4 separate regions of the Mus musculus genome follow, and all the other regions are linked to region 3. A link is a contact called in public Hi-C, Micro-C and promoter capture Hi-C data. All regions are on one chromosome and are shown on one strand. Each heading gives the region's core, a stretch centred on a gene start, on an enhancer-like site or on the middle of the called end of the contact. The rest is flanking DNA. Distances are from core to core; before and after follow the strand shown.

Region 1 (6,694 bases), core at 291-2,790, 520 kb before region 3:
CCCTATCTCTGCCTGCTCAACACCTGCCCACCTGCCCAGCACCTGCCCAGCACCTGCCTAGCACCTGCCTAGCACCTGCCCAGCACCTGCCTAGCACCTGCCTAGCACCTGCCCAGCACCTGCCTAGCACCTGCCCAGCACCTGCCTAGCACCTGCCCAGCACCTGCCCAGCACCTGCCCAGCACCTGCCTAGCACCTGTCCAGCACCATGTTCAGGTTTTCCTCCTGGAGTCCAGGTACTGAATTCTTGTCTTCATGCTTATGTAGCTAGCTGAGCTACCTCTCCACCAATGGTAATCTTCTTTTTGGAGACAGCTGTTTCACATATTCCAGACTAGTCTCAAACTCACTAGCTAAGGATGGCTTTGAGCTTTATAGCCTCCTGCCTCAGTTTCTTGAGTGCTGCCATGTTTTGGGAGGTGCTGTAGGGTTTGGTATATATCAGGAAAGCATTTTACAACTCAGTCACACCCCAGCCTTCAATAGTTGTCTTATAGTATATAGTATTTACATCTTTACCCCATTAACAGGATGTTGTGTTTTTATCCTTATTTTACACTTGAAGAAATAGAGGCTCTGTGAGGATCAAGATGCTGCACTTAACAAGTATTAATAGCTGAAGCTAAAAACCAAAACATACCTTTCTTATCAATAAAACACTTTATTTTTAATAAAAGGAATTCAGTGAAGTTACTGAGTATTAAGACGGCAGCTTCAGTATCCTGTGGTTTCACTTTTAGAAAGATGCCATTCTGGGCTGAAGAGATGGCTCAACTCTTAAGAGCACTGACTGCTCTTCCAGAGGTCCTGAGTTCAATTCCCAGCAACCACATGGTGGCTCAGGACCATCTGTAATGGGATCTGATGCCCTCTTCTGGTGTGTCTGAAGACAGCTACAGTGTACTCATATAAATAAAATAAATGCATCTTTAAAAAAAAAAGAAGAAGAAAGATGGCATTCTGGAAGAAAAAGTGATATAACAACCTTTTCACTCCCAGTGGTTATTACAGCTTTAGTTAAAAAAAAGAAAGAAAAAAATAGAAGAGAAAGGGAGGGGCTGGGAGGTGAGTCCCGTAAAAGGCTGCTCCTCTAGAGTATCCGGGTTTAATTCCCAGTAACCACATGGCAGCCAACAACTGTAACTCCAGTTCTAGGACACCCCAACTTGCTTCTCGTTACACCGCGAGCCTGTACTTTGGAACTCCAAGTTCCAGAATGCAACGCTCCTCTTCCCCTTGGTTCTCAGGGGTCGTCGAGACTACAGTTCCCAGCATGCAGCACCGTCGCCCTTTGTTTTTGACGCCCAGATGGACCCTGCTTCGGAAGGACTTTTTGGACTCCAGAGGACGCTTCCTCGAGTCACAGCCCACCTGGAGGCATGTGGCTACGGGGAAGTTCTGGCCGGTTGAGTCTGTTCAGGCGAAGCTGCGGAGAGATGGTCTGGCGGCTTTGCAGAACCCTGCCCAGGCAGCGTACCGGGCAGCCCCAGCTGGGTCCTCCCGGGGCCTTCCTGCCTTTGAACAGTGGTGGCGGGCGGACACTCTGTCCCCGGCACGCTTGAGAGCGGGGGCCGCCATCTCCATGGCCACGGCTGCGAGCGGGCCCTGCGCCGGCGGGTCGCCGCGGGACATCCTTTGGCGCGTGAGTTAGCGAGCCGTGGCGCTCCCTGCCTCTCTGGCGGTGCCTGCGCGCTTGGCTAAAGGGGCCTGTCTTGGAGGCGCTTTAGGAATAGCGTGTAGGGATCTGACCGCCTCGGGGATTGGGTGCAAGGGTGTGTGGGCGTCCCCGAGTGGAAGTTAGGTCTGGGGTGTTGAGCTGGAGTCCGAAGTGGAAGTTTGTCAGCGTGGTTGGGATGGCCCGAATGGAAATTTGGTGGAAAAGTTGTAGAGCAAAAGGTTAGTGATTCGAGCTAATGCATAATAAATGGCTTGATTCCTTGGGCTAGGAAACGGGAAGGGCTGCTCTGTGTTGAAAGAATGTGGCCTTAGCAGACTCTGGGGTTGGGGAGACGCTAAACCGAGCATATATTCATGGTTTATTTAAGACAGCCTACTCTAGGCTTCAGCTAAGGAGAGCTCACCTCCTTGCATCCATTCTGTGTTTGGGGGGTGGGGAGTGGGCGCAAGGAGAGAAGTAAAGAGAATGCAAATAGTAGTGGTTCATGTTAATAGCCTAAATGGAGAAGCAGGATTTGCATGTCTGAGTTAGAGTAACTGACTTCTTGATTGAAGAGTTGTGTTTAATTTTAGGTTTTGGGTTGGAGGATAGTTACCAGCATCGTTTGGTCAGTAGTGCTTCTACCCGTCTGCATCACAGCCTTTATAGTCTTAAGCAGCATCAATTTATTCCACCCTATACAGTGGCTGTCAGGTAAGTGGTGATTTTTAATTACTGTCTGTATTGACATTAAAACATTACGTAAAGGCACTCACTCTCTGCATTTCTGCACTCACAGAACTGTCATTTTTGTTATATAAAATCAGTAAGTGTGTCAGGGATTATGTATGATGACAGGACAGATCATTAGAAGACTACTTATATACACAGCTAGGTGTGATGGCCCAGTGTCCTGGGAGGCAGAGGCAGGACGACCTGAGTTCAAGGCCAATCTGGGGCATATATATAGTAAATCCCTAGAGGTGCAGTAAAAAAGAAAAGGAAGCCACACAAGTATTTATCCTTTTGTCTTTTCCTTAAAAAAGGAAAAGAAAAGTTGGCTTATTTGTATTTTTCATGTGTATAAGTATTTAACTTGTATATATGTATGTTCATCACCACGTGTGTGCCTGGTGCTTATGGATCCCCCTGGAAGAGTTGCAGATGGTTGTGAGCCACCATGTGGGTGCTGGGACTGAACCCAGGTCCTTTGGAAAAGCCCTCTGCTGAGCCATCTCTCCAGCCCCAGTTCCCTTGTCTTTTCTTGTTTTTCCTTTCCCTGCCATCCATTTAAAATTGCAGATGGGAATTGTGACTGGTATTAAAAAAAAAGTCTAATCTAGCTAGTTGTAGCACATTCTTATAATCCAACTCTTAGGAGAGTGTAGCAAGAGGCTCCAGAGATCCTGGCTAGCCTGGGATACATATAGAGAAACTATTTCAAAAGCAATAAGAAAAAGCTATACAGTTATTTAAAGAATACTTTATTCTTATGTTGTAGCCAACAAAGAGAAGAGAGGCCAAAAACTAAAGAATGTCAGGGAAGACTTAGTACAAGTCTGCTGAGACAGAGGAGATGGAAACAGGCTGGATGCTTATTGGAATCTTTGGATGTGAAAATAAAATGATGATGTTAGGAGCTGGAAAGACGCTGAGAGGGTAAAGTGCTTGCTGCTTGAGTTGAAGACCTGAATTTAGATTCTCAGTACAATCAAGAGTCAGCTGTGTGATGCATATCCTAACCCCAGTGTTGTGGCTCATTGGCCAGCCAGCCAGCTGCTGAGCTCTCGGTTCCGTGAGAGACCCTAGCTCAAAAAATAAGGAGAGCCACAGAGGAAGAGAGCTAGTGTCGCTGTGGCCTTTACATGTGTGTGCATGAGCAAGCACACTCATACAAGACTCATTATGGTCCATGAGTTCACTGAAGCACAAATTAAAAAAATTAAAAAGTCATAAAGGTACAGAATAGGTTTTGAAGTCTTGAAAATATTCCCTAAGACTAAAAAACACAAATTACTTTGGGAGATTTTTTTTCTCAATAATATATTCCTTATTTTTCTTATAAGAAAGTGTAGGCCATCAAGGAGTTAGAATTTGTTGTCGTTGTTGTTTGGCCTTTGAGAATATCGCTACTAAGCGATACAATCATGCTTTAGCTGATGTGTGTCATATTTGCTGAATCATGCAGGACTGATGAACATAACCCATAAGCCCTGGCAGAGATGGCAGATGATTAATTGTTGGAGACCTAGGAAATCTGGGATTAATTTTGGTTTCTGAATTCTACTTTGAAAATAATTGCTTTCATTATTAAGTGAGTCTATTCAGCCAGCATGTCTCATGTCTCTTTCTTTTGTTCATATTTTTAGATAGTAACATACTCATAGTTTAAACTTGGAAGCATGTTGGTTGTTGAGTGTCTGGTTGGGTTTTGTTGTTTAGACTAACCCTTTTTAGGACTGGTAAGTTACACTGTTTCCACATTACTTTTCCTTAGCTGAGGCACTAATTGCCTTTACTATATAAAGTTCAGAAATACTGTTTACATTTTGAAAACAAACTTGGCTTGTTACTATGGTAGCTTTCCTATGATGAAATGTTTACATATGGTTGTATTTTCTCTGTTAGCAACATCTGTGTGAATTAAAAGAAATTCTAATACCATTTTCCAGTACCCAAAACAAAATCTGAATAATTTACTTTGGAGTTCTTGTGTTGATGTCCTATTGGACCTGACAGCAGCATACAAGTAAATTCTTAAAAATTCTTTGAAAGTTAAAATTATAGTTGTAGAGTCTGTTGAGATGGCTCAATGGTTAAGGATGTTTGCTGTCTAAGTGTGGAGACCTGGGCTTGGATCTCAACACTCACAGAATAAACCAGGTATCCCGTAGATGCCTGTAACGCCAGCTAGGAGAGATCTAGTGCCCTCTCAGGCCCGTGCCGTGTACACAGATACATTTAACGTTCACAAATACATCTGCATACACAAATAAATGAAGTTAAAAACACCATAGTTGTAGTTCAAATGTTGCAGTGTGCTGAACACAACTGAAAAACTGAATGAGCATCACTAATTCATTTCTCTTGTGTTTTAGATTCTTGCAATGACTTCTATAGTTCCCAAGTCATCTTTCACCTCCTGCTGCTGGCCGTGGTCATTATAATAATAAGTATTTTCAATGTGGAATTCTATACAGGTAGGTTTCAGAATTTTAACTTTCTTAAAAGTTTGAGCATCAGATGTGGTGGCACATGCTTGTAATCTTAGCACTGAGTAGGTCTGAAGGAGGGTCACCATAAGTTTGAGGCCAGCTTCCGCCACATAGTGAGTTAGACAGTTAGCCTAGGTTAGATGGCAGATTTTGTCTCAAACAAAACAAAAATAATTCATCTTACTTAGGGCAGACTTTAAGAAATGTGTGCATAGCTGTATTCTGTTATCCTTTCAGTTGTACTTACAATTACTTTGGTGTTTCTCTTTTGAAGAGACATTTAGACCTTTCATGATAGTCGTTTATGAGTCTGCTGTGGGGAAGCTGGGTATATAAAGAGGTCAAGTCATAAAGACAGAGTGGACTGTTAGTGCCAGGGGCTGCAGCACAAAGGGGTCAGGAGGGCCTGGGGCAACTTGCCAGCAGTGTGACTGTCCTCCTGTCTCAGAACTGTGCATTTAAAAATGATTCAAAGGTAAATTTTATTTTATATTTTGCCACAATGAAAAATGTAAAACCTTTTATTAGTTCACAGCTAGTGTTAAAGCTGTGAGTTAGTAAATGAATTATTAGATAATTCTTGTAAGGTAGGGGACTACATCTGGACTGACCTCAAGGTTATAACACTCCTGCCTCAGCCTCCTGGGCACTGGGATTGCAAGCATGTGCCACTGCATTTGTGGCTGTTGACTTATTTTTTCTTTCCCCAAATAACAAAGTCTGTGGTTTTATAATAATTACAGAAAGCTGGGCTTTCCCTTGGGCGCAGCCTGGATTCCAGAACAGTGCCCACTTGGCTTGTTCCTTCTCTGCCTTTCCAGATTCCCGAGTGGTCACTTACGGCCTTTCTGATTATTTATCGCTTATTCATGTATTCCATCTACTTATAGTTTTTGCTGTAACATCTCTTAACTCTTTAGTATTTAAAGAATTCTATATTTAAAAATAGTGTGTAAAATTTTAAGTCCTTACTGGGTATTGTAATACATATTATTTTTCTTTGCTTTCTTAGTGCTTTCTTGGTGGCTAGGTCTCTTTGTCTAGTCAGCCCTGTTCAGAACCCCTTGGCTTATGGCCTGTGTGCTCTTTCCCTCTCTCCTCTGCTCCTGGGCCTTCTCTATGTAGGGCCAGGTGAGGGCGCTCGAGTCAGCATTTTTAGTTTACTTTATTTTTATTTTTATATTTTGAGACCAGTTTTCTCTGTGTAGACCAGGTTGTCTTAGAATTCACTCTGTAGACCAGGCTGGCTTCAAAGTCAGTGAAACTTGACTTTGAATAAATAATACTCAAATTATTTATTTGAGTTTGCCTCTGCCTCCTGAGTGCTGGGATTAAAGGCGTTCACTCTTGTTTTTAAAGCCTCACTGGTCACTTGGCTCGTTCTGTAGGAGTAGGCCCTATGTGCCGTGCACTGGGCAGGTCTGAGGGAGCACAGAGGGCCATCTTTGACCCAGTGTGGAGGCTGCCTAGAGGAGCTGATGGCTCATCAGACTTTGAAGGAGGAGTTGTGTTAGGCAGACAAAGAAGAGAAATGATTTTTCTAGGAAGATGGAGCTTGAAAGAACATTGAGAGACATGGCAGGGTTTGCCACGTTAGGAAGTTAGTCACATAATTGGCTTTGGGGACATTTTTGATGGGGAAGAGGAGGTGTTAGCCACATCTTTCCTAAAATGCCAAGCCCCCTGTTGCCCACACTGCCATGGCTTTTCCTTGGGTGACCTAAAGGAAGGTTATTACCTGCTGTGTCAGGGAGCCCAGGGCTGCCGGGGCTCAGGCACAAACGCCCTTTACCCTTTCCCACAGCTGTCCACCACGCCACTT
Region 2 (7,102 bases), core at 4,470-6,969, 980 kb before region 3:
TGGCAAGTGGTGATGGTTGCTATGGAGAAAAGCAGACTGGAAGTGACCAGGTGTCTTTCTCTGGGCTCCTTAGGGAGGGAGTGGCGCTACTGACCTAGAGGAAGTAAGGGGCTGCCAGGGAGTGTGTGTGTGTATGTGTGTGTGTGTGTGTGTGTGTGTGTGTGTGTATGTGTGTGTATGTGTATGTATGTGTATGAGGGCACAACTATTAAGAGAGCAGAAGTGAGAACAGAGACCCCACAGAAGGCCAAGTGGAATGAGGAACCACTGTAGTCAGTGGCCACTTCTAGAAGCCATTTGGACATGGCCTTCTGATAGTTACCTATACTCACGGAGCACATAGTAGGTGCTTTCTAGCTCAAACTAGACCCATCCTATACATTTCCTAAAACGTGTTTTACTACAACATCGAATTATGATGTCTACTGAGAGGCATTCCAAAGCATGTTTGACTTTAAACTCCAATCCACTTTCTTTCTTCTTTAGCAAAACCTGTAAGCATCCTGCCTCTGCCTGTGAGTGCTGGGAATGAAAGGCCTGTGCTACTTCCTTTTGGCTTGGAATTATTATTATTTTTTCTTTTCTTTTTTTAAATCTCATTTTTAAAAAAGATTTATTATTTATATGTAAGTACACTGTAGCTGTCTTCAGACACACCAGTAGAGGGCGTTAGATGTCATTACGGATGGTTGTAAGCCACCATGTGGTTTCTGGGATTTGAACTCAGGACCTTCGGAAGAACAGTCAGTGCTCTTAACCGCTGAGCCATCTCTCCAGCCCCCTATTTTTTTTTTTTTTTCTTTTTAAACAGGGTTTTATGTAGCACAGTGAACCTGAAACCTAGCCAAGGTTGGCTTTTAACTCCTGAACCTTTCTGCCTTTACTTCCTGGAGTGCTGGTGTTATGATCGTCAACCAGGACCACACCAGGTCAAACAGTTCTACAGAGGGGCAAGGTGGTGGCAGAAAGAGAATGGGAGGAAGAGGGGGTGAGGGGGAGAGGGGGAGAGGGGGAGAGAGAGATAGATATGGGGCCTTTTTTAATATATGGGTGATGACGTGACAGGTAAAAGTGGGAGGTGAGCCAAGTGGATTCTGGGAATATGGTGGCTGTTGCCTTGGCAACAGGTGTTCGGTCCCCCCTATGTGATGTCATGGGTTTCAGAGGTCCTGATACCAACAGCTGGAATTACAGGCATGCACCACAATGCCTAGCTAGTGACCATCTCTTTAAAAAAGTTTTTTTTTTTTTTCCTGAGACATGGTTTCTTTGTGTAGCTCTGGCTGTCCTAGAACTCACTCTGTAGGTCAGGCTGGCCTCAAACTTAGATCTGCTTGGCTCTTCTTCCAGACTACTGGGATCAAAGGCATGCACCAGTACTACCTGACCAAAAGTATGAATTTTTGTTATTTAAAAATTATATGTATATGTCTGTGTGCTGTTGGGCCCCCTGGAGCTGGGATTCCAGGTGGCTGAGAGCTGTCCTAACGGGGCACCAGGAGCTGAATGCCAACTTTCTTCAGCCATAGCAACTACTCTTTCTTACTTGCCCCCTCTCCAGCCCCAATGGTCATCTTTTTTTTTTTTTTTTTTTTTTTTCAGTTTGCAGAAACTTTCTCCAGTCCTGACCTCTTCTTTGCTCCCCATCCATCCAGATGCCAAATAGCCTGGAATGTGACTCCCTATCTTTCCCCTAGTTCTGCCTTCAAGCCCTTGCCCTGGACAGTAAGACCCTCACTACCCAGACAGGACACGCTCCTCTTGGGCTACCTCTTGCCCAAAGGCTTCCAGCAAAGCAATGGGGACTTGGAAACCAGGTCTTCAGACGCTGGAATTTGCACCCTTCCCAGGGAGCCCCTAATGCCCGGGGGTGGGGGGGGAATTCCAGCCCAAACCCGGGCTGACTAGGGGCTGGCCAAGGCTTCCTGCAGAGCTGGTGGCGATTTTGATGGAAGAATCTCCGTAGGATTCCCTGGACTGTGCTGGGGGCAGGAGGGGGGAAGGGCTGGATGCTAACTAAGCTTCTGTCCCAACAGGCTCAGAGGGGAGGAGGGCTTAGCCTCCAGCAGCTGTGAGGAACACCACCACACCACCAAGAGAGCTGAGAACCAGCCAGAGGAAACCAGATACCCTGGCGTCCTTGGCAAGCACGGCTTCCTTGGGTTGAGCTCACTGGCTTCAGGTCTCTTTCGACTGCTACCTTTCCAAGGCCTGACCCGCTCCAACCCTCCGCAGTCTTGGGAGAGGAAGAAGCGGGCTAGTTTTTCATCTGTCCTGATCCTTGTTTCTTTTAGCATCGTCGCTGGATGTGGCAGTCCCCAGTGGAATGGCAAGCTCCCTCACCCCAAGGAGTGGAGTCATGTTTCTATGGGGGTGGAGGGGGGTGTGCTTAGTGGATCGCACTCAAGTAAGGTGTAGCCTGGTGCCTGGCACTCGGATCTGGTCTGCTGGAGGAGTAACTTACTTGCAGCCTGGAAGCTTCGGGGTGGGGGGTGGGGTGGGTGCACAGGAAGTCCCTCAGTAGGGGATTCGACCGTCCAGCTGGAGTAAGGAAGTCGTGTGTCACAGGAAGAGGCTCCCAGCAGAGAGTTTTACAACAGTGGAAGCCTCACAGGATAAGTGGTTGTGTTTATGTCTGGGTTACTACTCTGTGCTCGGGGTAGCGTATGCTACATAGTAGGTGTTTAATAAACAGGTTCTGAAACAAAAGGATTGGGAGAGGAGAAGTTGAAAGAAATGGCTTGGTCACTCTGGGATGTGACAGTATAGTACTTCCAGGTGGAAGAGGCTGTGGTGGGTGGGGCTTAGCAGAGGGCGTGGTCTGATCTAATCCTATTGTGGGTGGTGTCAGTTTCTTATCTCTTCACCCAGCCCAGAGCTACTTCAGGCCTGGGGTGTTGTTTTTTTTTCCTCCCCTGGGTCCCCTGGTGTCCCGTTAGGTCCGAATACACACAGGTATGGAACCTGTGCTGGGTTCAGGAGATACCCAGATGATTAAAATGTAGGTCTTCCCTTTCTGTCTGGTGGGGCAGACAGACAGTAAACAAGTGGCTTACACAATGGGCTGGATAGAGGGAGGACTTCTTTGTAGGTTCAGTTGAACAAATGAGATCCAAGCTGACGGGATCGGAGCAGGCAGTTTTGGAAGGCGCTATCTGTGGAGGAGTGTTAGGTTTTGAAGATAGTTGAGAGAAAGGGCTTGGGGTGAGGGGCATTCCAAGTAGAGGTGTCAGCCCAAAAATGTGCTCTAAGGGAGGCAGGAGAACCTAGTGGGAAAAGATAAGTTAGGGGCAGAAAGGCCACCTATGGGTGTTTGGGCCTGCTTATGATCTGACTAAGACTCTGGATAACTGCCAGCTGCAGCATGCTAGCTGGGGCTGGAGAAAGGTCTGTCTTCTAGGGAACCCTTTAGCTGCCTCTCCACTGCCAAGAGCTAAGACACCTCCCTCTGGTCTCTCTGCCTAGGTTCTCTCACTGTTTCCTTTAGCCAACCAACCCACTGGGAGCCTCACTCTGTCAAGCCTCCACAAAGGGCAGACCACAGAGATTCCGAACAAACAGCCCCCCCCCCCTTCCTCTCACACATGCCCAGGAAGGAGGGGCCAGTCCGTTTGCAAAGGAGAAAAGGCAAGAGGAATAGTAGCCTGTTGGAACATCAGACTATCCAGAGATTTTAAAAGACCCCTCCTCCCCCAGACCTTTGCCAGCTGACAGGCGAGGATGAGCAAGGGGCTCTGAGGTGGCTCAGCTCTTGGGCTGCTAGGCATGGCCAACCCGGAGAGGGGGCTTCGGCAGTGGGCCCCCGAAGGGCAGTGCCTTCCCTCCCCCAAGACCCAACTGGTCCTCCTCATCTGCGGGACCTGCAGACACCAATGAGTCACTGTGTTGACAAACCATCTCTGACCATTCCTAGCCCATCAAAAATGGAAGTCCAGAGGAAGGGTATGAGCAGACCGATTTAATTAGCGCGGGCTCTAAAGGTACCTTAAGTTGGCCCTATTAAATTAAACTGCCTAGGGGGAAAAATAACTGTAATTATTTCCTTTTCTCTCCTACCATTGTATTTCAACTCCCAACCTCCACGCTTCTCCCTTTCTTGACAAGACAACCTTTAAACTAGGGGCTGGCATTGGCATCCCCAAACTAGGTCTCAGTGTTTCTCTTTTCTGCCCTTCTTCTGTCTGAGCTCTGGTTTCTAGCAGAGAGCAGAGTCCAGAGGGGTCCACGGTGCTTGGCTGTATTCTAATTTAGGGAGGCTGTTACAAGTGTAGAACATTATTCCAAAAATGCACCCGGAGTCTCCTTCCTGAACCAGTGCAGATCCGTTTGCCGTGGGGCATTTCTTTTAAAAACCCCTTTTCTCTCTTCGGCAGGGCAAAAAAAGCAAACTTTAATGGTAGGGAATTATTGTTTATTTTGTTGAAATCTAGTTCTGAGTTTTCCTACTTAAAACGTGTTTTCCCCAGGACACTGACCTATCCTTTAATTGTTTGGTGTGAGGCATGTTAGGGGGAGGGGCGTTACTTGTTTATTGGAACAGCGCAGTTAAAAAAAAAAAAAATCAACCTAGGCTAACAGTTTCAAGGCTCCCCTAAAGATGTATCCAAACAGGCAGCCAATCAGCGCTTACACAGCTTTTCTGCTTGACTCTTTTAAAGAGACAGTGCCGACAATGTTTTATCACATTTAAAGAGAACCGCGCTCTAAAAACAGTATGAAAATGGGGAGCCATCCCTTATCTCACCAGTTTTTGATTTGGAGACTCCAATGAGAATACACTGCAGGTTTTTGGGTTCCTCGAGTGGACAGAAAGGAGTCGTGAGCAAAAAGCTTGGTCACTCTGCCAACCCCCCATTTCCCATTGTACACCTGGGTCATTGACAATGGAAGCTTCCCCTCCCCCCACGCCCGACTCTGGTCCCCTACTCTCCAATTTAGCTCCATTTATTTGAAGTTTGAGATTTCTGCGGCGCGCATTCCGAGTCGCGAGGCGTCCAGGTGACGTCCCTCATCCAAACGGAACCCTTTCCCGTGGAAAGGCGAGAGGCTAACTTGCCAGGGCTAGCAAACCTCAGAAATTTGAGAGAAATCAACTCTCTTTCCCTCTAGTCCAAGACCTCTTTTCCCTCCTACAGCTTGCCTGGAGCACGCCAAGGGCCATTTTCGCGCGGCTCCACTTTGGGGTTTCCCAAAGTATTTTAACGATCTAGTAAAGAAGCAGCCGCGCGCTTTGGCGCCAGCTTCGGCCGCCCAGCTCCGCGTGCAGCCCTGGCCGGGGCTCGGGAGGCAGGGCTGGGCACAGGCAGCCCGGGGTGGGGCGGAGAGGGGAGCAGGGCCGGCCGGGGTCCTGGCCCGCTGAGGGTACGCTCAGCACGGGGAGGCGGGGGCGCTGGGGGCTAGGCCGACGCGGAAAGGGGCGCGCCGGGCCAGCCGGGGTCCGCGCCTGCTGTCGCAGCGCCCAGTCCCCGCCGCGCCGGCCGGGTGCTCCAGTCCACGCCCGAGCCCCTCGAGTCACCGCCCCACCCCAACGCCAAGGCTCGCCCCCCGCTCCCCCGGCCGGGGCACGAGCGGGCAGCGGCTCGCGGAGGAGGCGCAGCGGGACTGGCGCGGCCGTGCTGACAGGCGTCCCTCTCGGCCTCCAGGCCCGCCCCCGCGCGCCGATTGGCCGCCGCGGCCGTCCGTCGCGGGGCGTGGACGCCCGCCGCGCTCCTGCCGGGGCAGCCACGTTCGGTTGAGCTCCAAGTAGACCAGCGGCGGCGGCGGCGGCAGCGGCAGCGGTGCTGAAGGCGCAGAGGGCGGCGCAGGCGGAGCCGGGCGGCGGGCGCGCGGGCCGCGAGCAAGCGAGCTGCAGGCTTCGGGCGGGCGGCGGCGCAGCTCAGGCCGAGCCGGCGCGGGAGGAGTTCCAGGGCGATGGGGCCGCGGCCGGGGCTGACGCTTTGACAGCTGGAAAGAGCGCGGAGCCTGCGCCTGGGAGGGAGGGAGCGCGGCGAGCGGAGTGCGAGCGAGCGGGCGAGCGCCGGGAGGGGGCCGGGAGCAGGGCAGCTCGGGAGACCGGACGGTAGCGGCGGCGGCGGCGGCGGGCTCGGCGCCCTCTTCTCTGCAAGCCATGTTTGCCAAAGGCAAAGGCTCGGCGGTGCCCTCGGACGGGCAGGCTCGGGAAAAGTAAGCCTCTCGCGAGTGGGGCCGCGCCGCGGGTGGCGGGAGGCAGGTGGGCGCGGGGGTCGCGCCGCCTGGTGCCCCTGGGGCCCGGGTCTCTGCCCCGCGGCGGCGGCGGTGGCGTGGAGAGCCCATTGTTGGGCGCCGGCGGAGGCTGGGGCACCCTGAAGGGGCGGCAGGGCAGCGGTGGGCGAGGGTAGTTGGTAGGCGCGGGGCAGAGCGGGCGCGGGGGTCCGCGACGAGGGTGGGCGAGGTCCCACTCGGAGCCGGTGCGCTCGGCCCGCTGGGCGCGGGGCCCTTACTTTGCCCACCGAGTGCGGGCAGGGGGCGCGTGGCTTTCTGCAGCCCCGAAGGCTCCTTTTGTCCGCCCGCGGCGTGAGGAGTGCGTGCCGGGGGCTTTGTTCGCCCGGGAGCGCTCTCCCTACCCAGCCAGCGGCCTCCCCGTCAGCCCGGTGCGCTCCGGGGCGTCCGGGCTGGGCTGGGCTGGGCTGGCGGCGCCGGCCCGGCCCCAGGCTTGGGGGACAGTTGTTTGAGGGGGAGATGCTGAGGGCGGCGCTTTGCTGCCCTCTCCAGAGCGCGCCAAGTACCCGGACTGGGACCGAGTCCGTTCGGACCCCAAAGCTGGGCTAAAGCAGGGAGCTGAAGTGGGCTGGGAAAAGGAGGGTGGCTCAGGCAGGGCTCTTGTAAGGGGCTTGCGAGTTTGCGAGACCTAGGTGGGTTTAGTCCCAGTGCCACTTGGAAGTTCAAGTTTGGGGACCGGTCTCCGGCTCCCGCGGCTTGGTGCAGCTTGTCTGTGGTACCCACCCACTAGCTGTTCTGTCTGGGGTGATAGGTACTCACCTCTTGTCGTGGCCACAATGGGATGGCACAGACCGGGCTCACAGTCACTGGCAGGGTCCAGAGCGAGCCTTAATGTGATCTGACCTCTCTCTCTCTCTCTCTCTCT
Region 3 (6,688 bases), core at 2,676-5,175:
AATTTGGCAGGCTCTCTGCTTTCTGGACACACTTGTCAGTGCTGCTTGCTACTTTAAATTTTCTTCTTCAACTCTTAGAACAATAGATGGTCATTGTAGAAAATACAGGAGCTATAGAAAAGAGAAAGGGGGAGTTCTTTCATATCCTTAATAGACAGCCAGTGATAACATCTTTTTGGTTTCAGAAAGGCTCTTATTATCTAGCTATGACTGTCCAGGAACTCAGCTATAGTGGTCAGGCCAGCCTTGAACTTTGAATAGAAGCATGTGTGTCTCCTCTGCCCAGCTCTACCTAACATCTCCACGTGTAATGTCTTAGTCTTAGAGAGCACCAGGAGCTGAGGCAGGTGGTGCATGCTTGTAATCTCCAGTACTCGGGAGGAATAGCGCAGAAGATCAGCTCACGCTGCGAACCCGAGATTGTGTTACTTACTTTGAAATACCCTGCCTTTAGGTGTGGTGTGGCTCAGCCTTAGCACACACCTGTAATCCAGGAGCTTTCCGCTTGAATATTATAAACATGATTAAGTCGACCATAGGCCAAAAGGCAGAGCAATCAGTTGACAGAGAGTGAACATAGGAAAAAACTAGAGAGTAACAGGGAGTTGGGAGAGCTGAGAGGTGCAGGACGTAGAAGGGAGGGGCATCCAGTTTGAAGGAGGAGCTTCGGAGACGCTTCTAGGACATTGGTTGATGAGGAACGTCAGCTGGGCGCTTTCTCTGCCCCTCTGAGCTTTCACTCCAGTATCTGGCTCTTGGAGGCTTCATTGATAAAACCAAACAATTCAGATTTTGTTTTAAAGAAACAACATAGGAATCTCATGATTGAGCCATTCTGATGTGTGTATATATATAACAAGACCCAGCCTCAAAAACAAACAACTTTTAGCCCCCTCACCCTGTGTTGGGGTGGAGGTAGAACTCTTTGTTTAGGTTTGTGGTACTAGGAGTTGAACATAGAGCATCTATCCATCACTGACCTGGTTTCCAGCTCTATGTATAGTTTTGTTTTAAAAGCACAAGAGACAAAATCTGTTTTAGAAATCACAGTTTTTCCCCTAAACTTTATATATTTTCACAGTAAAAACAGCATGGCTTCCTAATATATCATTTTAGTAAGTGGCCCTTGTTAATGGACATGTGCTTCCTCAGGGTTTATTACTGTAAATATCTTTATAAGGAGCATTTTTATAGTAATCGGGGTTATTAATTTTTTTTTGGTATTTGCCAGTTTTCCTCTGCTTCTTAAACATTTTGGTTTTCTTTTGTGTTTTAGGGATCCGGAAGGCTTGCGAGTATTTTATTATCTTGTCCAGGACCTGAAGTGTTTAGTCTTCAGTCTGATTGGATTACACTTCAAGATTAAACCAATCTAGATATTGGATATTGTGGACACAAGGCGGGTGGGAGTTTTTAGTTACCATAATTAGGATTTTTTTTCTGTATATTGGGGCAATTTTTATAAACAATAAATGATGATCTTTAATAAATGCGATAACATCTTTTTTTGTTATTTTTCTAAACACCTGAATATGTGAATTCTCAGTCTGTAAGATACAAACATTCTGTGGGAGACTTGACAAAGCAAAGAAAAAAACAAACCTAAGCAACTAAGAACTGCCATTTACAGGAAATGATGGGGAAAGGTTTAAAAATTCAGTGAGGGCCAAGGAGATGGTTCTGGCAGGAAAAGCTTTAATGCATAAACTTGACCACTACCCACAGCCCTGGGACCTATGCTGGGCCTGGACTAAGCCACCCAGGAGCAGAAAGCGATCCTGTCTGAGCAAGGTGGAAGGCAAGAACTGACTCAGAACTTCCACCCCTTTGCTGTGCCATGGGTGTGCGCTAGCACACACACTGCTGAATATTTTTTTCAATACATTGAAGTTGAGAACCCCATTAGCAATATTCTAGGACAAGGTACCTGGGTTTTGTTTTGACCACGCCTCCCCTCCCTTTCCTGTCCAGGATGACTTTGAACTTGGGATCTGTCTCCCAAGTGCTGGGATTTTAGGCAGGTGCCACCACACATAGTTCAACCTGGATTTTTAAGTTTCAAGGGAAATGGAAACCCTGAAGATTTACAAGATGACTAATTGCTGGAGTTATAGCTCAGTAGTAAAACACCTGACTAGCATTCATAGCTTCTTGGGCATAAAATTTTATTGTGGTTGGGCATTTATTTTTTATTTATGTATATGGGTACATTGTAGCTATCTTCAGACACACCAGAAGAGGGCATCAGATCCCATTACAGATGGTTGTGAGCCACCATGTGGTTACTGGGAATTGAACTCATGACTTGTAGAAGAGCAGTCAGTGCTCTTAACCACTGAGCCATCTCTCCAGCCAATGGCTGGGCTTTTTAACATATCCTTTATTTCCGTATGAAGGAAAACTGTTCAATAGGTAGATTGGCAGGAACTTTCTCTTGCCATTACTTAAATTTCATGGCTTGCTGAAAATAGCTGATTAGATGGCATCAGAAGGAATGGGACTTGATAGGGTTCATTGGTCTGAAGGGACACGAGCCTAAATACATATCCTTAGAGACATTCCATTCTGAGACAAGGTCCCAAGCATCCTCAAGACTTTTCATACTCCGTTAGGGATATCATTAATATGTGACATGTCAGGATGCCAGACTTCTGAGACACTTAAAGACCAGTCTGGTGGTGTCCAACAGGCAGGGGGATGGCTCAGCGGTTAAGAGAACTTGCTGCTGTAGTAGATGACCTCATTTCTGTTCCTAACATCCATAGGGTGGCTCTATCAGTGTGTCACAGAGTGTTGCGGCCGGCTCACATGTCTGGGTTCTAGCCTGGGAGGCATCTTGGAATCTGGAAGAGAAGAGGGAGCTAGGCGGCGGGAGAGAGAATGGAACCAAGACAACTAGTCTGCTCAAGGTTCAATTTTACTATTCCCAGGCACTGGTTTATGAAGAAGGGGAAGGAACCCATTCCCGCCAAATCATCCTTGGAGTCCAGTTTCAGGTGACAACTTGATTAACTCCGGAACTGCTAGGCGGCAGGCAGTAGCAGTGGGAGTGGTAGAACGATAAGGTGGCAGGCTCCAACCCCCCCCCCCATGCTCTCTTCGTGCTATCAGTGAAACCTGTTCAGCCAGGTTTCAGGCTGAGGGGGGGGAGGGTACAAGAGGGTTATTTATGGTGCCCTCTTTTAGCCTTGGTGGGAGCTGCATGCATGTGGAGCACATACATACTACCTGCCAAAACCAAAATAAAATTTAAAAAGACTGGGCCATAAAAGTGGGAGCCAAGCATGGTGACACACGCCTTTAATCCCAGCATTCGAGAGGCAGAGGCAGGTGGATCTCTTTTGAGTTCGAGGCCAGCCAGGTCTACAAAGCGAGTCTAGGAGAGCCAGGGCTATAATTACACAGAGAAACCCTGTCTCTAAAAAATAAAAATGGGGCATGTTTTCGAATGTTGGTGCTCCCAGCTCCTGCAGTGTCGGTTAAATATATGACTAAGGTGGGGGAAAGTCAGCTCTGTTCAGGCATAGCTACCACGAGGACATGGACACAGGGCAACCCTGTGGGAAAAGTCGCAGCATCAAATCGTGTACATCCAGTGGGCAGTTTAGAGGGCGACTACCCATCATCTGGGAGGCTGCAGCGTAATCTGAGCCTCAGGACCACAGGTAGTGAGAAGTCGGATAGAGAACCGAGAGCCTAGAGAGGTCTGGCAGAGGTTTCCAGCCCGACTATCTTGCCTGCTCAGTGAAGGCACAGATTGAGAATCAGGAACCATCTCTGGCATTTGCGTTTACATCGGTTCCAGCAAACCTACCGAAAACAGCCGAGCCCGGCAGGTTAAGGAGGGACAAGCTAGAAAACGCCAGCCTACAGTACCACTCACTAACGCCCCGCTCCCCGCCCACCCGCACTGAGGCTGCGCGGCGACGCCGGCCTTTTACGACGGGTCGGAAAGCAGCTGTCGCAGCGACTTAACGTGGACCGGCAGCTATGGGGGTAAGGAGAGGCTAGTCGCCATTGGGGCATCCCGTCTGGTAGTAGCCCAGTGAGAGATGGGTCCGAGGCGGCGAGGGGCTCAGAGTGGCGAGCTCAGAGCAGGAGAGAATGGAAGGCGTGAGGCTCGGGTGGCGGGGCTTGAGTCGGGAGGGGCGGGGTGGGGCGTGGCACGCAGCTGAGCGGACGAGGCCTTGCACTCAGCGTGTCCCGCCCTCTTCTCAGAAAATCGCACTGCAGCTCAAAGCCACGCTGGAGAACGTCACGAACCTTCGGCCAGTGGGCGAGGACTTCCGGTGGTACCTGAAGGTGCGACGGAAGGCGGGTTCCTCTAGGGAAGGGAGGAGCATCCGGAGGCAGTGGGGCATCTTAGGGCTCAGGGCCCAGCCTTGATCACAGTGTTGAACTGGGAGCTTTTCTAAAAGTTCCACCGGGTCTGAGGTGCTTAACCAGGCATCTAAGTGAGATCTTCAGGATGGAATTTTAGATTTTATTTTTATTGATTAAACGTTAGTCTTATGTAATCTAGGCTGGCCTTGCGCTCTTTATGTAGCGAGGGATGACTTTGAACTCCTGATCTTCTTACTAGGATTACAGATGTTCGGCCTCCTCACACGGTGGAGTTTTGTGGTTTTATCCCTCTTCTGTTCTGGCGGGTATATCTGAATTTGGGGCCTCACGCTAGCACTCTCCTGATGTGAAATCCTTCCAGCTCTTAGTTTATAAACATACACGGAACAAAATATCATTTGAAGGGACCCTGTGCTTACTTAATATAGTGAATAAACCCACCTTGTTTTATTTGCTGGCTTTACTTATTGGGAAAGTTGGCCACCCTTTGACCTCACACAGTGCTAGTAAACTGGGTAGGTACCCTGCCCTAGAGGCCCAAACAGTGTGACACCCTTCATCGTCCCAGGCTGTGCTTTATTCTCCTAGTCTATCTCAGTGCCTCACATACCCAACCAAAGCCATAACTGATCACTCTTATTCCGCCACCCCCGCCCCAGCACTAGACAAGTGCAACACCATCGCACCCACAGCTCCTATTTCAAAATGTTTGGAGCAGGAGTTCCAGGGCCCATCTGAAGAACTTTGACTTGAAGAAACACAGAATAACAAAGGAGAGAGAAACAGAAACAAAATGACAACCCGTTAACCCCAGACTCAGGACCCCTAAGCACAGAACCAACCAGCAGAGTTGCTGGGGGCTTGAGACAACCTGGAGTCCCCAGCCAAATGGCACAGATTCTAGAGGAGGGCAGGGGTGCCAACATCAGAAACACCTTGTTCTTACTTGGAGATAAATCGGCTCATGTCCCTATTGGATGCTGTAAGAATCCCCTAGAAGATAGGATGGGTCTAGAGGCACTCACTTGTATCCCAGTACTTGGAAAGCAGAGGCAGGAAGATCTCAGGTTCAAACACATTTGGGCTACACAGTGAGAGTGCATCTAAGATAAATTAAGAGAAGGCAGTAGGCTATGAGCTGGCCTTACACCGTGCTTCCCCTTCCCCTGTGTCTAAGGAAGCTACCTGCTCAACTAATAATACTCTTTTCCTTCCCCAAGATGAAATGTGGCAACTGTGGTGAGATTTCAGAGAAGTGGCAATACATCCGGCTGATGGTAATGGTCCCTACCACATGCTCCTGGGCAGAAAATTGGGGAAATTGGATTTCATCTTTCTTTCCTTTAGCCACTTGGGGGGGGGGGCACGGCAGGTGTTGAGAGAGCACCAATGTGACCCTCGCAGGGAACAACAGACATCTTTGAGGCAGAGTTCAAAATCAAGAGGGACTTTTTTTCTCAACCAGGGGAAGACTCCTTAGGCTTCTGCCCCACCCAGGGGATTGAATCCAGGGCTTTGCATATCTCTACTACTACTCTACTGAGCATGCTCTACTACTGAGCTCTCCTCAACCCTCTTGTCACTTGTCAGCAAGTGACTCACTTCTGTGGTCTTAGTCTGTTCCACTGGATGAGGTGGTGGGATGAGATCTCTCTGGGACCCTTACGTCTAGCTGTTACATGACTAGAAATTCTGTTTGCTTCTTGTCAGGACAGCGTGGCGCTGAAAGGAGGCCGAGGCAGTGCCTCCATGGTCCAGAAGTGCAAGCTATGTGCACGGGAAAACTCTATTGGTAGGTCGGGTGCTGCCTACCAGGCTCTTCCAGGGTGACTGGAAGCAGGCTTGTGTTGTCAAGGGGTGGACCTAGGTGTGAAATACTAAAACCTGTGCAGGTCTCTCTCTTTCCCAGGCTGTGTCTGGGCACCTGAGTGGAGTCTGGGTAGAGATTCAAGTCAACTTTTCCTTTTTATATTTCAGACATTTTGAGCAGCACCATCAAGGCTTACAACGTAAGTTTCCTGCTGTAGTGTCAGGGATGGTGGGATTAAATCTGAACTGATGGCTAGGAGTGGGGTCGAGAGTAGCTGCATCAGAGTGGCCTGCCCCTGGACATGGTCCCATGTATTTAACTCTTTGTTTTGCTTAAGACTAGGTCTCACTAGGTAGCCCAGGCTTGGCTCAAACTCATACTCCTGTTTCAGCCTCCTGAATGCTGAGAGGCCAGGTACTTGACACCACGTCTCCTGCGTATTTACTCTCTCATGCACCAACTCAGTGCTCACTTGCTCCGTATCTTTTGTCCACCATATCCACATCATCCACTGGGTAATACTGCAGTTTCCTC
Region 4 (6,776 bases), core at 1,221-3,720, 660 kb after region 3:
AAAAGGAGTCTATGAGCTTGTTAATCCTTTTAAAATCTTTTTATTCTCTTTTAATTTTTAGTATATGGTATTTCATAACTTACTGTAATTTATTTTCTTTGGGTCTTTGTCTTTATTATGTCAGTATTATAACTTAACAGGAACTAATTATTCACTTTCATGCTTACACTTAACATCCTTCTTACGAATAAATATGTTGTATACTTGTAAGATTGCCCAGAAAGATAAATATGCTGCATTTGGTGGCTCACCGGTTTAATTTCAGCCCTTGGGAAGTGGAGGCAGGGGGATCAAGGTCAGCTGGTGAACGTGAGGCCAGCATAGGCTTTATCATGAGACCCTATCTCAGAGCCTCCCCCCCTTTATATTTTCTAGTCTTATCTTCTCATTCTCACTTTATTTTTTTTCTACCATTTGGTTCTCTAATATATAGTAATATACTTTCTCCTTATCCATCTTATGTCTCCATTTTCTTTTCCCATTTGAACTTGTCTCCTTTTTGTTTCATACTTTTCCTTACTATATAGTGCCGACTATCCTGTGGTATTCATATATGTTCAACCTTATACTAACTCCAGGAATCATTTGTCTGTGTGTTTGAATAACACTAATGGGAAAAGAGTCATAAACCTAGACAATTTCTAAAGTTTAGTAGAATTATAAATTAATACTTGCCACCCTCAGCTGGACTTTCAGTAAAATTTGATAGTCTTATTATATCTTTAGTTACTTGTAATCTCTCATCCTATAAAACTTATTTTAAAGGGTTGGAGACATGATGCAATAGATATTAATAGCTCCTGTAGACTTCAGTTCCCAGTACCCACATCAGCTCACGACTGTCTGTAACTACAGTTCTAGGGCTCTGGCCTCCATGGGCACCAGGCAGCATACATATGGTGTGCACACATCACACATACATACAGATACTCACATAAATAATTAAGTTTTTTGAAAATGTTTTATGTTTTGTTTTAATCAAATTTCACTAAGTTAGAGGATAAAGGGAGGGAGCCCCCATCCCACTCTGCCTCTTTTCAACCTACTCTGGCACATCAAGCCTCACCAGGACTAAGTGCATCCTCCTCCCCCACTGAGGCCAAACAAGGTCGCCCAGCTGGGAGAAAGGGATCCAAAGGCAGGCAACAGGTTCCAGGTCAGAGACACACCACGCAGATTGTTGGTGACCCACTTTATTTAGTTTTCCTTTTTTTCCTTCTTGTTAGAGATGGATTACAGATATTTGCCATGGATTTTGATTTAAAACACTATCTTTGTAACCTCAAGTAAATTACTTTCTCTACACACACACTCATAAAATTACATTCCTCTTAATCAGTAAATTACATAGTTTGACTTTCTTAAATATATAAATTTTTGCAAATATTTTTGCTCTTTCATTACGCAGATTCTTGAATTACATTTCATGTTTGTCTATCACCTAAATGTCTTAAAGTAATTATTTTCATAATATTTCAAATCTCAAAACTAGGTCACTAATGGTGAGGTAATAAAACATGAATTGAAGATCATTTAGGAGTAGAATGGCCACTACCAGATGATTAATTAGTCATGATAGATAAAGAATAACAGTCTGGATGATGCCTGTTTCTGCCTTAAGCAACTGGAAAAATGATAAAGGAAAATTTTTTGCTGTTTTTATTTGTTTATTGTTCAGTGTTTTGTAGAAAATAGAATTATAATTATACATAGTGGTACATACCTGTAGTCCATGGATGTCAGTCTTACAGGGCCTCTGTCATTTAGTTTCTTAAGTCTGCCTGAGTTTATTTCTGTGTCCATTCTAAGCATGTTTGCTGTAATACTTTAATACTTGGGCTTCTTTATTCATTTTCTAGACTCTCTCTCTGCCATTTGGCTGCCTGCTTGCATGTTACTATACTAGCTTAAACATTCTTGTTGAGGTATAATTCTTTTTTTTTTGATAATTTTTTTTATTAGGTATTTATTTCATTTACATTTCCAATGCTATCCCAAAAGTCCCCCACCCGCTCCCAAGAGGTGTAATTCTGATAAAGTATAATTCAGAGCTTTTCACTAGGCTGAATATTTGGCAACTATATCAACAAAATGTATATTACTTTTATTTCTGAGTTCTTTTTTTTAAAGATATATTTTGCACTTGAATTATTTGGTTGCATGCTGATTGCTGTCTGGGTTTGTACACTTGAGTATCTGTCCTTGGAATACAGAAGTGTTAATCCACTTGTAGCTGGAGATACAGACAGCTGTGAGCTGCTTCACGTAGGTTCTTGAGATTGAAATTTGGTCTCCTGTAAGAGCCGTAATTGCTCTTAATTTAGGGTCATCTCTCTAGTTGTTCCTCCCCTACCTCATTCACATACACATTCTTCTTCCTCTTCCTCCTTCTTTTCTTCTTCTTCTTCCTCCTCCTCCTCTTCTTTAAGAAGAGGAAGCAGAGGGTCATTATGGAAAGTAAGAAAGAACTCCCGATCATAGGACAGGCTCCAAGAGAGTTCCTCTTTCTTATTCTTAATCCATTAGTCTTCTTTTAGAGTTTATTCTTTTTGTTCAGTTAGAATCATGCAATATGTGATCTTTTTGGTCCTGGTTTCTTTTACTAAACATAATTTTATATTTCCTACATGTAGTAGCATGTGTCAATACTTTATTTCTTCTTAAGGCTGAATAGTGTTCCACTATATAAATATACTATATTAATCATCCATTTGTTAGTTGTTTAATTGGGTTGCTTTTGTGCTGTAGCTGTTATGAGCAGTGTTTTTATGAATATATGGGTAATTTTTTCATGACTATGTTTTCATTAAACTACTCCAAGAAGTAGAATTCCTGGCTTCATTGATTATTCATATGCTTGTGTGTTTAACTTAGCTTTGCTATTTTACAGTCATAACCAGAAATATATATGGTTTTCAGTTTTTCTACACTGACCATTGTTTTATATTCAATTATTTTTATTACCAACTTATTTTGGTATCTCTTACTTTTATTCTATGTTTCCCAATGTTTTATCAGCAACAAATTTGCTTTCCTGGCTTCCAGGAGTATAGCTATTCTTAGGATAGACTAGTGTTCCTGAAAAACCGAGCATTGACAAGGTTCAGCAAGGGCTAGGAAAAAAGAGAAATCAACTTAGTATGGAGACTTGAAAAATGTTTTCTAGACTTCTCAGGTACATTCCACAATATACATATATATATACACACACACATATGTATATATATATATCTATGTACACACACACACACACACACACACACACACACACACACACACACATATGGTAAGTATTACATATTCTTTAAAGGCTATTTGCAGAGGTAAAGAGATGGCCCTGTCATTAAGAGCACTTCATAATTCAGTTCCTAGCACCCACATGGACAGCTTACAACCACTTGTTATTCCAGCTTCAGCAGACTTGATGCCCCCCTCTTGCCTCCTGGGCTCCTGCATGTACATGGTCCATGTAACCTCATGGACAGATACCCATACACATGTTTTTTTATTTTTTTAATTGCAAATCTAATTAAGCAAGATGATTTCTTTATATAAAGTCATTTGGAAAGGAGAACAATTCCTTTGGTTTTTATGGGTTGGGGTGGTGGCCGGGGATTTTTGTTTTTGTTTTTGAACCAGGGTTTTTCTGTGTAACAGAGCTCTGAATCGGCTGGACTAGAAATTCTTTGTAGGAGTAGCATTGTTTAACAGAAAGCATGAGCTTTGTAATCATTAAAGAGAAAACTTTAAATATTTCATATGAAACCTAGCCAATTTCATTACCATGTGCAAATGATTTAAATCTCTGAGGTGCAGTTTCTTTTTTCATAAATTGTAGTTGAAAATAACATTTAATTTATTGAGGTTCCACTTCTCTGTAGCCTCTTTGCATTGTACTCTATAATGTGGTGGATACAAAGTATTAGTTCTGTTACCACCTATGACTTTATAATAATTCTAATTTTTTAAATCAATTAATTATTTTTGTTTTAAGCCAAGGTTTCTCTTTGTATGTCTGGCTTTCCTAGAACTTGCTCTGTTGACCAGGCTGGCCTCAAACTTAAGAGATCTACCTGCCTCTGTCTTCCAAGTAATAGGTAAAGATGTGTGCCACCACCACCACCTGGCATAATTCTAAATTTTATTTATTTTGTCCAAAATTTCAATTACAGTGAAATATTTGCTAATGTTGGGACTTTTTTTCATATCGATCTTTGTATTTTGGACATTTTACATTTTTTTAATAATAAAATTGTATTATTTCTATAGGAGTACTTCTTTGATTCAAGAGTACTAACAGATGGAGAGTTGGCTCCTAATGATCGTTGTTGCCGTGTGTGTGGAAAAATAGGTCACTACATGAAAGACTGTCCCAAAAGGAAAAGGTTGGTAAATCATTTTCTATTAACATTATAGGGAAAGTATATGTGAGACTAACTTGTATTTATAATTTTATTCAGAAGTGTCTTAAGTACGAAAGTTTAATTTTTTTAAGTTCAAGGTTTTTAATTGGCTTTTAAGTAAATAAATGTTCATCTGAGAGGAATTTTTGTTAATGGTACTCTTATATCATTTGCTTATTCACTCAGTTTTTTTTAAATAGAAATGTTTATTGAAACATGCTATGTGTTTGGAACTGCTATGAGCAAGAAGAAAAGGACTTCCTAGTTAATGCAAGTTCATACAGTAAACTGAATCCTAGAGCTACATGTTGGGCTGTATCTGTATATGATTTGAATTGAGAAACACATGTCCTTTATACCACCTCAAGATATATCTGCTGGTCTGGACATGGTGGCACACACCTTTAATCCCAGCACTTGGGAGGCAGAGGCAGGGAAATCTGTGAATTACAGACCTATGTAATAGAAAGATCCTGTCTCAGAACAGCAGCAGCAACAACAAATCTAGAACAAAAAAAAACCAATAATAACAGAAGAGAAGATATGTATGTGACTCATGCATTTGGAAGTTATTAAACAGAAAAGCCCTGTCTTCTGTCTTAGGCAAGGTGCTTATTTTCTCTAAACCACTGTCTTTACAGTAGCAATAAGTAGCAATCTCTAAGGATCTTAGAAGTTTAAAACTGGAGATTAAACTTTTTTCAAGTGGCTGAGGACTGTGGAAACCCCTTTAATCCCAGTACTTGAAAGGTGGAGGCAGGAAGATCTTTGACTTGGAGGCTGGTGGATTCTACATAGCAAGCTGTATAGTGAGAGCGTTTCTCAAAAATTAAATAAATAAACAAACAAATAATGTCATAAAACGACTATGATACTTAATTTTTGTTATATGATTTAGGTATGCTATAAGTAGAAGTAGCTTTCTTTAAAAAATAACAGCATAGAGTTGTGTATGTTAGTCCGTTTTTCATTATATATGGTTTAGTTTTTGTGAATCATCAATTTGTAAGTTCCTGGCTCCACATTATTGGTATCAGCAGTTTACTGTTTAGACTAAAGAAGAAAGACAGTGAAGAAGAGAAGGAAGGGAACGAAGAAGAAAAAGACTCCCGTGACCTTCTTGACTCCCGAGACCTTAGGTGTTTCATATGTGGAGATGCTGGACATGTTCGCCGCGAATGCCCAGAGGTCAAGATGGCCCGCCAGAGGAATAGTAGTGTGGCAGGTAAGAAAAGATAAAAACAATAGTTGCAAATGTTAATTTCCTTGTTGTTAGGGATCAAACCAAGGCCGTTGTACACACTAAACACATGGTTTACTACTGAGCTACAGCCCCACTACTAGTATACTTCATTTTGGGGACACTTTTGCTATATAATGCAGGCTGACCTCAAATTTGTGGTCTTCCTGCATTAGCTTCCCTGGAATTACAGATATATAATATCTGGCTTTAGGTATTAATTTTAAAGTGATCTGGGCTAGGGATTTAGTTCAATAAGAGTACAAATCTTCCATGTACAAGGCTCTCCAATGATGCTCTACAGTTTCAAATTTAAAAAAATTTCAGAAAAAAGAAAAAAACAATTTACATGAGAAATTGGACAGTATCTTTTAAGCCCACTATCCCTGAGAGAGAAATACGCAGCTGGCATAGGACATATAACAAAACTGTGTGTCCAGGTGGTTCAGAGCCTGGAGAGATGGCTCAGCTGTTCATTGCTACTCTGCGAGGGCACCTGATCAGTTCCATCATCTTAGATAGGGAATGGACAGCTGCCTACAACTTGAGCTGCAGGAGATCTAGTGTTGCCTCTTGCCTTCATGCATTTGGTGCATAAGCATACATGTGGGCAAAACATTAATACACATGAAATAGATTATAATAAAAATTTAAAAACAAAAACCAAGGGGAAAAGGATACAGGTCAATGGTAGAGTCCATATGCAATGCCTGGCTTTGATCTCAGCATGTGGCTGGGCTAGGGAGCAGTGGTACATATCTTTCTCTAAAATAATCATCGTGCAAAAGTTTGCTTCAGTCTGCTCTTCTGAGAAATCTATATCTATTGCTTATGTGTGTACTACTGTACTTTCTGTAATCAATGCCAGCCTTATTTAAAAAAGTATAGCTGGATAAAATTTATAGACAATTAATTGCTAAGACACTGGAATTTAGGCTTTGTAGCTCAGTGTAGAGGACTTGCCTTACATAGGAAATCCTGTGTTCAACCCATAGTACCACAAAAATTAATGCCATTAAAATCAATATTCTCTAATTTTGATTTCTGTTTATTTATTGCTGTTACTTTCCTGCGCAGTTTGTTTGTTTGTTTGCTTGATATAGTCTCATACTCTACCCAGTGCTGGCATGGAG

What was found. Promoter capture Hi-C pulls out the DNA fragments that hold promoters and counts their contacts. A called contact is a pair of places that touch in the nucleus more often than the background predicts.
Region 1: a Micro-C map of embryonic stem cells shows a contact between it and region 3, with 4 times the contacts expected there. The contact joins the promoter of Ndc1 here to the promoter of Czib in region 3. A contact is called at or near these places in 3 of 39 promoter capture datasets (embryonic stem cells, liver and neutrophils), 4 of 484 Hi-C or Micro-C datasets (CD4 T cells, LSK cells, embryonic stem cells and 1 more) and 4 of 115 datasets of contacts at active chromatin or transcription factors (astrocytes, cardiomyocytes, effector CD8 T cells and 1 more).
Region 2: a contact with region 3 is called in a promoter capture Hi-C map of erythroid cells, with 13 times the contacts expected there. The contact joins the promoter of Ssbp3 here to the promoter of Czib in region 3. A contact is called at or near these places in 2 of 39 promoter capture datasets (erythroid cells and pre-B cells).
Region 4: a contact with region 3 is called in a Hi-C map of bone marrow-derived macrophages, with 4 times the contacts expected there. The contact joins the enhancer-like site here to the promoter of Czib in region 3. A contact is called at or near these places in 6 of 39 promoter capture datasets (the C10 cell line, the HPC-7 cell line, cranial neural crest and 3 more), 1 of 484 Hi-C or Micro-C datasets (bone marrow-derived macrophages) and 1 of 115 datasets of contacts at active chromatin or transcription factors (pro-B cells).

What each region holds. Positions count from the first base shown.
Region 1 is chr4:107,366,507-107,373,200 of GRCm38.p6, forward strand. Ndc1 (NDC1 transmembrane nucleoporin) reads left to right here and starts at 1,541. Exons shown (of 18, transcript NM_028355.4): 1 at 1,541-1,642; 2 at 2,251-2,371; 3 at 4,756-4,857. The coding sequence starts at 1,583.
Region 2 is chr4:106,905,751-106,912,852 of GRCm38.p6, forward strand. Ssbp3 (single-stranded DNA binding protein 3) reads left to right here and starts at 5,720. Exons shown (of 18, transcript NM_023672.2): 1 at 5,720-6,162. The coding sequence starts at 6,107. It overlaps Gm52672 (a long non-coding RNA gene), which reads left to right. Exons shown (of 3, transcript XR_003955091.1): 2 at 812-929; 3 at 1,603-1,842.
Region 3 is chr4:107,885,901-107,892,588 of GRCm38.p6, forward strand. Czib (CXXC motif containing zinc binding protein) reads left to right here and starts at 3,926. Exons shown (of 8, transcript NM_001347160.1): 1 at 3,926-3,996; 2 at 4,219-4,302; 3 at 5,565-5,621; 4 at 6,055-6,136; 5 at 6,322-6,353. The coding sequence starts at 3,991. Magoh (mago homolog, exon junction complex core component) reads left to right here. Exons shown (of 5, transcript NM_001282737.1): 5 at 1,277-1,524. The coding sequence ends at 1,376.
Region 4 is chr4:108,543,786-108,550,561 of GRCm38.p6, forward strand. Tut4 (terminal uridylyl transferase 4) reads left to right here. Exons shown (of 31, transcript NM_175472.4): 26 at 4,270-4,385; 27 at 5,456-5,628. Among named protein-coding and RNA genes, the nearest start is that of Gm22345, 9.6 kb to the left of the region's middle. Within about 2 kb of position 2,471, at least 2 of the 459 cell types and tissues checked have an H3K27ac peak or open chromatin away from gene starts, as enhancers often do. A contact at or near this core is called in bone marrow-derived macrophages, where this site is marked.